Linked DNA regions of Sus scrofa: region 1 is linked to region 2. A link is a contact called in public HiChIP or PLAC-seq data. All regions are on one chromosome and are shown on one strand. Each heading gives the region's core, a stretch centred on a gene start, on an enhancer-like site or on the middle of the called end of the contact. The rest is flanking DNA. Distances are from core to core; before and after follow the strand shown. Region 1 holds the start of CSDE1 (cold shock domain-containing protein E1). Region 2 holds the start of TSPAN2 (tetraspanin-2).

Region 1 (3,897 bases), core at 1,163-3,662, 300 kb after region 2:
AGCCCCAGCTGTGTCTATGTCTGTGTGTCTGCAACCTACACCACAGCTCATGGCAACACCGGATCCTTAACCCACTGAGCAGGGCCACAGGTCAAACCTGAGTCCTCATGGATACTCGTCAAGTTCATTACTTCTGAGCCACAACAGGAACTTCCCCTGGGTTGTGTTGTTGTTGTTTTTTTTTTTTACTTCAACATTAATCTGAAAAAATATTGTTGCCTTAAAAATGTGATCTTCTAAAAATGAAACCTACCTCTATGAGTGGCAATTGTAGAATGAATAAATCATTTAAGCTAGTGATTTAAATAAAATTAGTCTTACTTTATTGGAACTTAAATATGTGCTTCTGGGTTTATACATACTTGCATTTCATGTTAAATGTAAATTGATACTAATTATGGATCAGGGAGGAATAAAGGCAATTGAGATAAAAGGAGAATGATGAAATAGTTATATAATTTAAGAAGGTCTTTAGAAGCTATAGTTAGATGGTAGAAATTGAGACTTTATTCTTATTCATATGAATTGTTTTTATAGAATGTAGTGATACTATTATTTTTTACATTTTCCTTTGCTGTGATATTTGAGAATGTGTGCTCTTAGACCTAATTCTACTTTTAGCTCAGCTTCACATGACTTTGTTTCTAGTGCAAGAGCCCAGGACAGTTTCTCTGTAACACTAGGTTAGAATATCCAAACTAGATCTATTGCTGCAGAGAGATCAGAAGGAAAAAAAAAGAAGAGCTAGCTTGATATATTTATATTCTGTACTTCCCAACTGAACATTCCACTTTCTAAAAACAACTTACACTGTTGTCCAGTCCTATTCATTCAACAAGCTTTTGAGAGCTGTCTATGCCAGGTGTTGTCAGGAACCAGTGATGCAACGATGAATGTCACAAGTCCTGTTCTAAAGTATCACTAGCTAGTATAAATAATTATAGTAGAATGAGCTGTGAAAGCACTGAAAGTGAAGCAAATATGTGTTCCTGGGAAAGCGTGGGAAGGCAATAAAGAGGCTGCTCTTTAATGAGATTAGACCAATAACAACAGAGGCAAAGAGAAAAATCTTTGAACATCAGAAGTAGGATATTGCTTCCTCTTATAATTCAAGATGATTTGCTCAGAATTGGAGGTTATACGCTGTCCTTCCCTGCACTTATTTCAATGCGTATGTTTAGATTTTGTTTTATTATTGAATGGTGCTAGACTACAAATTCTTTGAGGACAGAACCATATCCGTTTGTTGTTACTACTGTATGCATTCCAGCGATGTCACTTAGGAGATGCCAGACAAATATATGTTCAAAGAGAAAATAAAATGGGTGGGAGAGTTCTCAGAAGAGTAACTGGTCATTTTTGATCCAACACTGTCAAGTAAGAGAGCCACAGAATACGTGAAAAGCATTCCTCTCACCAGAGGGAACTGCTCTAAAGCTTGTCAAGGGATAATTCATTGAACTTTTCTGTGGACAGAATTAACCATTTTCTTCCTTTCCTCTTTCTCCCTTGGATGAATCATCCATTTGCCCTGATTTCAACCTTTTGGTTACTGATTCAGTCTCTTTGATTACCTGACACACTAATAACATCTTCTGGTAACTTGAAAGGTCAGTTGAAGGAGTTTTGGGGTTTTTTTTGTTTGTTTGTTTGTTTTTTGTCTTTTTTGTCTTTTTGCCATTTCTTGGGCCGCTCCCGCGGCATATGGAGGTTCCCAGGCTAGGGGTCCAATCGGAGCTGTAGCTGCCAGCCTATACCAGAGCCACAGCAACGCGGGATCCGAGCTGCGTCTGCAACCTACACCGCAGCTCACGGCAACACCAGATCGTTAACCCACTGAGCAAGGGCAGGGATCGAACCCACAACCTCATGGTTCCTAGTCGGATTCGTTAACCACTGCACCACGACGGGATCTCCGAAGGAGTTTTTTAATGATTATGCTACCCTGCTCCCTCTTGTCCGTCTGTTGCACACAATACAGTTTGTGGGAGACAAATTTTTCACTTAAGGCATCCAAATCACTTTGCTAAAAACCAACTCTATACTAATGAAAACTCCAGTCTAAAGCAGCAGATGAGAGAAAGCTTACACTGTACATAAAAAGAAACTGGAGTTTAGGAGCTTCGGGATTATCTCTCGGAAAAGAGAAATCTTTTATATGACATTCCTGATATGCCCTCCAAGCTATTCGCCCTCGCGGCTGTTTTACCCAGGTCTCTCTGCCTGAAGCATACTCAGGTGTGCAAATCTAAGAGAGGCCAAAAGTCACCCGCCGCCCCGCCCCTTGCGTCCCAGCGGAGTCAGCAAACACTGAGGTTGTTTCCCGCAGCTCACGGGGTAGAGAATCTTAGGGAACGTAGACACCATCTTGGTTGTGGTTAAATGCAGGGTACAAGCTGGCGTCACTCTTCCTTCGTGCGCAGGCGTGTTAGGGATACGCTCCACCCCCCCTTCCTGTGCACGCGCTCGGAGCCCGCAACTCTCGCGAGAGAAGCGAGATTTATTCCTACGTACCGGGCCGTGCTGCTTATGGCGGCGCTGGAGAGGGGGCGCTGAGCTGTTGGGGTAAGTACGACCTCAGGGTCTAATTGGGGGCAGCAAGGACCCGGGCTAAAGGCAGATGTGAAGACCGAGACGAACGGGAGAGACTTCAGAGTTAGATTGGGCACTCCTAGAGCTCCGGGTAGGAAAGAACTCAGCCTGAGTCCCTACCTCAGGCTTTTCCATTCCCTCCTAGTTCGGCTGTCTAGGCCTCACGTTAAGTTGCAGAGTCGAAGAGAAGAATCGAGGCCCGACGGCCGCGTGTGGTAGCAGTGGTGGTGACTAAAGTGGGGGGAGGGAGCGAAAATGGAGGCTCCGACCGCAGCCAAGATGGAGGCAGGGGTGCGGGGCTCGGGCGCGGAGGCTGCTGGGAGTTGTAGTCTGGCTTAGTCCTTCTCTGTGGTTTGATAGGGGAACGGGAACTACAAGTCCCGGCGGGCGGGGTGAGGGGGTGGTGGCGCGGTCCTTTGTGTGATGCTGGAAGAGCCGGAGGCTGAGGAGAGGGGCCTGCTCTGACTCTGGACCCCATAGTTTCTTGCCACCTTCTGGCTTGGGCATCTGACTACGAGTACCAGAGCGCATTGCGGTAGTGGCGCCTCCTTTGTGTACGGACTGAGACCTCACTCCACCTAAGTGCTTAGAGACACCCCCTTTCCTCGGCCACATCTGGCACTGTAGCGCGGCCAAATTGTCGTCCTTCTTTCCATTCACCTAGAGCTGTCTGTCTTGGGTCTCAACACCCACCTAAGCCTCCCTTAGGTTCTTAAGAAAAGGAACCAACCCCTTAGGCACATGGCTCTCACCCCCTGTCCTTGGGGTTGGGGCGAACTCTGTGAGAGGTCAATGGAGTTCTTACCACCTTCTCTTGTTCTTATGGTGCAGGAGCCTGGCCCACATTGTGCAAAGATCGGCTTGGCTTCATCATTCTAAGTAGAGTTAGTTTTTTCTAGAGCCCTGGTCAGAGACACTTTGGAGGTTTTTAACCCCCGATGTTTCATCAGTCCGAAATCTTAGTGCCACGGGTGTTTTTGCTTTAAGGTTTTCCTTTAGAAACATTCAGATGGCTCCTCTCTTGCTTGACTCTCAAGTGAGGCAGGGTATGCTCTCTAAAACAGATCTCAGACTGCAAATAAAAAATCTGAACATTGTGCGATTGATTTCCTTGTTTTGCACCTAAAAGAGCAGAATAATGTGGTCCTCTTTTTAAACAGTTGAGGGACAGCGTGGAGAGGGATGGAGAACGCCCAAAGGCACTGTGATAGTTAAATATTTAAATCTGAAGGACTTAGCTTTTTACCAGAATGGTTCGAACTGGCAGCTAGCTCTTGGCCAGAGCTTCAAATCAATAAAATGTAA
Region 2 (3,803 bases), core at 1,200-3,699:
CTGACTGAAGCTAAAGATATGCCTCTTTCTGCATGCCTAATAACTTTCATCTCTGCCTCTATTTCACTCTTTGGGGCTTATGCTTATTACCAGAAGCCACTCTTTCATTTTTCTATCTTCTATTCATTTTCATAAATAAAATTCATGAAATATTCATCCATGTCCAAAGACACAGATGGAAGCAAAGACAGCAACATGGTAGCAATTGGCTGATGGAGTCAAGCAACACAGTGAGAGCTAACTCTTGCATAGTACTTTACTCTGTACCAGGCATTGTTCTAGATACTTTACAAATATTAACTCATTAATCTTCACAGCTCTATGAGGTACACACTTACCTTCTTGTTGCAGATGAGGAAACCAAAGCCCCAGGATAGTTTTGCACTTTGGTTAGCTGACTGAAAGCTGTGCCCTAGCACCTCCCTCCGCTCCCCTTGGGCTACTGCAGTTCTCACACTCCCCCTCTCCCCCCAGGAGGCCGTGTCCTCTAGGCCCTGTGCTTTTGCACATGCTGCCCCATCTGCTCAGACTCATTCAGGACCAGCTCAGGTCCACCACCCTCAGCAAAGCCTTCCCTGCCCAATGCCATGAGGCTGGGTGATGCTTACCAGAACCTTGCCCAACCTCCTTGATCTCAGAGAGACAAGTGATGGCTTGAACTGACATCTTAATTCTCTGCTCAGAAATTGAACCTGAGCAGCCTGGGTGAAAACTGGGTGTCCTAGCTACTAGACCACCTAGAGGCTAAAGCCTAAAAGCAGAGTTGCCCTGATTCTTGCCCCCATTGAAAGCAAGAATATTTCAAGGAGGCAAAAACTGTAAAAACAGCTACAGTTTATTATTAGAGGCACAATACAACATGTGGGAGAGCACACAGAGGAGCAGCTTAAAAGCAAACAGCACACTCAGAGAGGAGTGTGGACACCCCTGCTAGTGGGAAGCATGCCAAAGGGATGATTTAGGTCACTTATATAGGGGCAGTTCTTTCCAGTTTTTGTTTTCCTTTGGCCAGTTATCTTCTTTTCCTTCTTACAGCTGATTGGACCCAGGGTCTGCCCAGATACGCAGGCACATCTTTTGGCCAAGATAGATTCCAGAGCAAGGGCCTATGGGAAGGTTACCAGGACTTATTATGGCCTGGTGCCCCCTCCCTTTCTGACCCTGAGGGGTCTTTCTGCACGTGGGTAGTTGGAATCTCCCTGACCCCAAGGATGGGAAGTATGTGACCTCTTGATCTTTTCCCCAAGGAGGGCTTAGCCCCTCTCTGCCCCTGCCATTACCACTGTTTAAAGTGTCTACAGAAAGCAAAGTGAGTTATTTACCTTGTTCCTGTTGTTATTTCTATCTCCAAGTATAAACAAGTGGCTGGCTGTAAATGTCTATGCTAGAACCTACCTATCTCCTGGCTCATCCTCACCTGGCTATAACTATTTGCTTACAGATCTGTCTCTACCACCCGAGCTGGTGTTATCCGGCCTAGCTCTCTCCTCATTGTCCAGCCCCTGGAGCTTGCTACTATGCCTGGCCTATAACAGGTACTTAAAGTTTTACTGAATTAATGCATAGGCTCCCTGGATTTTACACCTTCGCGTCGCCCCCGCACTGTCTGGCACCACATATTGTAGACACTTAGTCAATGGGAGTGGGAGCCTGGTTTTCCCACCAGCAGCCTAACTTAATAAAACAAAGCAAAACAAAACCTGTCCCCTTTTGCTCCCATCTCCACATCACGATAATCCCCGAGAATTTGGATTCCTTTCCAAGCGCTCCCATAAGTGGAATCTAGCAGGACCCGGGGAGAATGACTCCTCTCTGCTGGCCAAGTCAAGGGGGTGGGGAGCAGCCTTCCCGGCGCAAGAAAGCCGCATCCCATCCCGCGCCTTCTCCCAGTTCTTGCCTATTAAGGTAAGAGTTCTCGGAGGAGCACGGGAGGGGCCAAGGGAGGGTCCCCTAGAAGCGGCTTCCGAGGCCTGTGCGCTCACAAGGCGTTTCGGAACCACAGCCCGGGACCCAGTGCCCCGGCCCGGGTACCCCGCGCCAGGTACTGTCAGCTTCAGGACGGCCTTGGCATGGGGTGCTTCCTACTTATCTCTTCTACCTGAGGCCACTCTCCTAGGTTTCCATAGCCACCAGGGCCGTGTCCTTATTCACAACCCTCACCGCAGGCCTCAAATGAGTCTCTGCACAGAGCTCTGATTAAATGGGTCTTGAGTCCCGGCGGACGCTCCTTTCTCGCAGATGCTCGCATAACCACTGCAAGCCTGGCGCCTCAGGGCCCGGGGAGGGAAGGAGGCTGCTTCCAAGGGCAGAAGGGGGTAACTTCTCCTTCAGGCGGCTCGACCTGCACCCACCATCAGCCTTTCGGTCCGCGTCCTCGCTGGCCCTCTCACACTGGGCGCCGGCTCCCGCCCCGCCCCCGCAGGCCCCGCCCCCGCCCCTCGAGCTCCGCCCCCTCCCCGCCGGCTCCCGCCGCTCCCGGCGCTCGGAGCCGGGGCCTGGGAACTCGAGATCCCGCCGCCCGGGCCGCAGCATGGGGCGCTTCCGAGGGGGCCTGCGATGCATCAAGTACCTGCTGCTCGGCTTCAACCTGCTCTTCTGGGTGAGACCCGAAGCCGAGAGGGCCGGAGAGGGGAGGGGCCTGGGCGGGGGCGCAGGGGCCAGAGTCCCCCGGAGGCTGACCGCTGCGGTGTTGAAGCTGGGCTCCAGAAGGCAGGGTGTTCAAAAAGGCGGAGGTGGTGAGAAAAAAGCAGACAAAAGGTTGGGGGGAGGGAAAGAGGGGGATAAAACGGACAGAGAGAGATTGAGCAACGGAAAGGGGAGAGGAGACCCTGTGCGGCTCTTCCCTCTGAGCAACCTCTCTGCCTTGGTTTTCATCTAGTGCCTCATGACTCCCGGTGCGGGGACAACAGCTTCTCCTCACCTCTGGACCCCGTGCACACACCCCCTTCTCGCCCTGCCTTCCTGCTGGAGCCGGAGGTGGGGGGTGGGGGGGGTGGGGGGGCATGGCCAGAGCACCCGGACCCCATCCGGAGTGTGCGCAGACAGCACCTGTTTGTGATGGGGCTTGTATAGGAAATCGGAGTAGGAATGGAAGTGGTATGGGGGGGGGGGTCGTCTTTTTTCTGGGTATTGGGGGAGGGTACCGCTGGATGGAAGAAGCTGGTTGTGCTCTTCTTCGAGGGAATGGGCGGAAGGGAGGAGCTTCCAAGGAGCAGCTGCACCTCCCCACAACCCCCAGCCCACAGCCTCTGCTAAATACTAATGCTCCCAGAGATGATCTCATTCAACTTTGCATTGAATGAACAACATTCCCGGGATTACAGGTTCACAGACAGGGCCACGACCCTTATATTCTATATTATTGGGACAAAATTAGGGCTAGACATCTCTCCATTCCAGGATACTCTGTCTCAGGCCCTGAAGGGCTGGAGACAAGGTGTGAAAATTGTCTTGTCTGCACATTACCTCTTGGGCTTCCTCAAGAGAATCAGCCACTGTAACTGCTCAGACAGACCCTGAAGGAAAATACATATCTTCCTTTGGGAGATGAGGTTTTTAGAGCTAGGAGGGAGTAGCAGGGGGCTGGGTGCTCTGAAACAACTGGGATAGAGGAGGTTGGTGGTTGCCCTATCGGCTCTGGGGAGTTTGTCTTCCTGTGACTCCAACTAATTAATTATTGAAGGATGGTCTCTGCTTGTGACTGCCAACCCATTAGCTAAGATGCCTGGGTGACTCCAGCTATTCCAAACTCTGAGAGGTCGAGTTGCCATCCTCAGCATCCTTCAGCAGGGGAAGGCATAAAG

What was found. HiChIP or PLAC-seq counts read pairs in DNA pulled down with a chosen protein or histone mark.
Region 1: an H3K27ac HiChIP or PLAC-seq map of alveolar macrophages shows a contact between it and region 2. The contact joins the promoter of CSDE1 here to the promoter of TSPAN2 in region 2. A contact is called at or near these places in 1 of 47 Hi-C or Micro-C datasets (heart right ventricle) and 1 of 2 datasets of contacts at active chromatin or transcription factors (alveolar macrophages).

Annotation. Positions count from the first base shown.
Region 1 is chr4:105,802,100-105,805,996 of Sscrofa11.1, forward strand. It overlaps CSDE1 (cold shock domain-containing protein E1), which reads left to right and starts at 2,413. Exons shown (of 19, transcript XM_005655417.3): 1 at 2,413-2,565.
Region 2 is chr4:105,500,650-105,504,452 of Sscrofa11.1, forward strand. TSPAN2 (tetraspanin-2) reads left to right here and starts at 2,450. Exons shown (of 7, transcript XM_021089999.1): 1 at 2,450-2,599. The coding sequence starts at 2,531.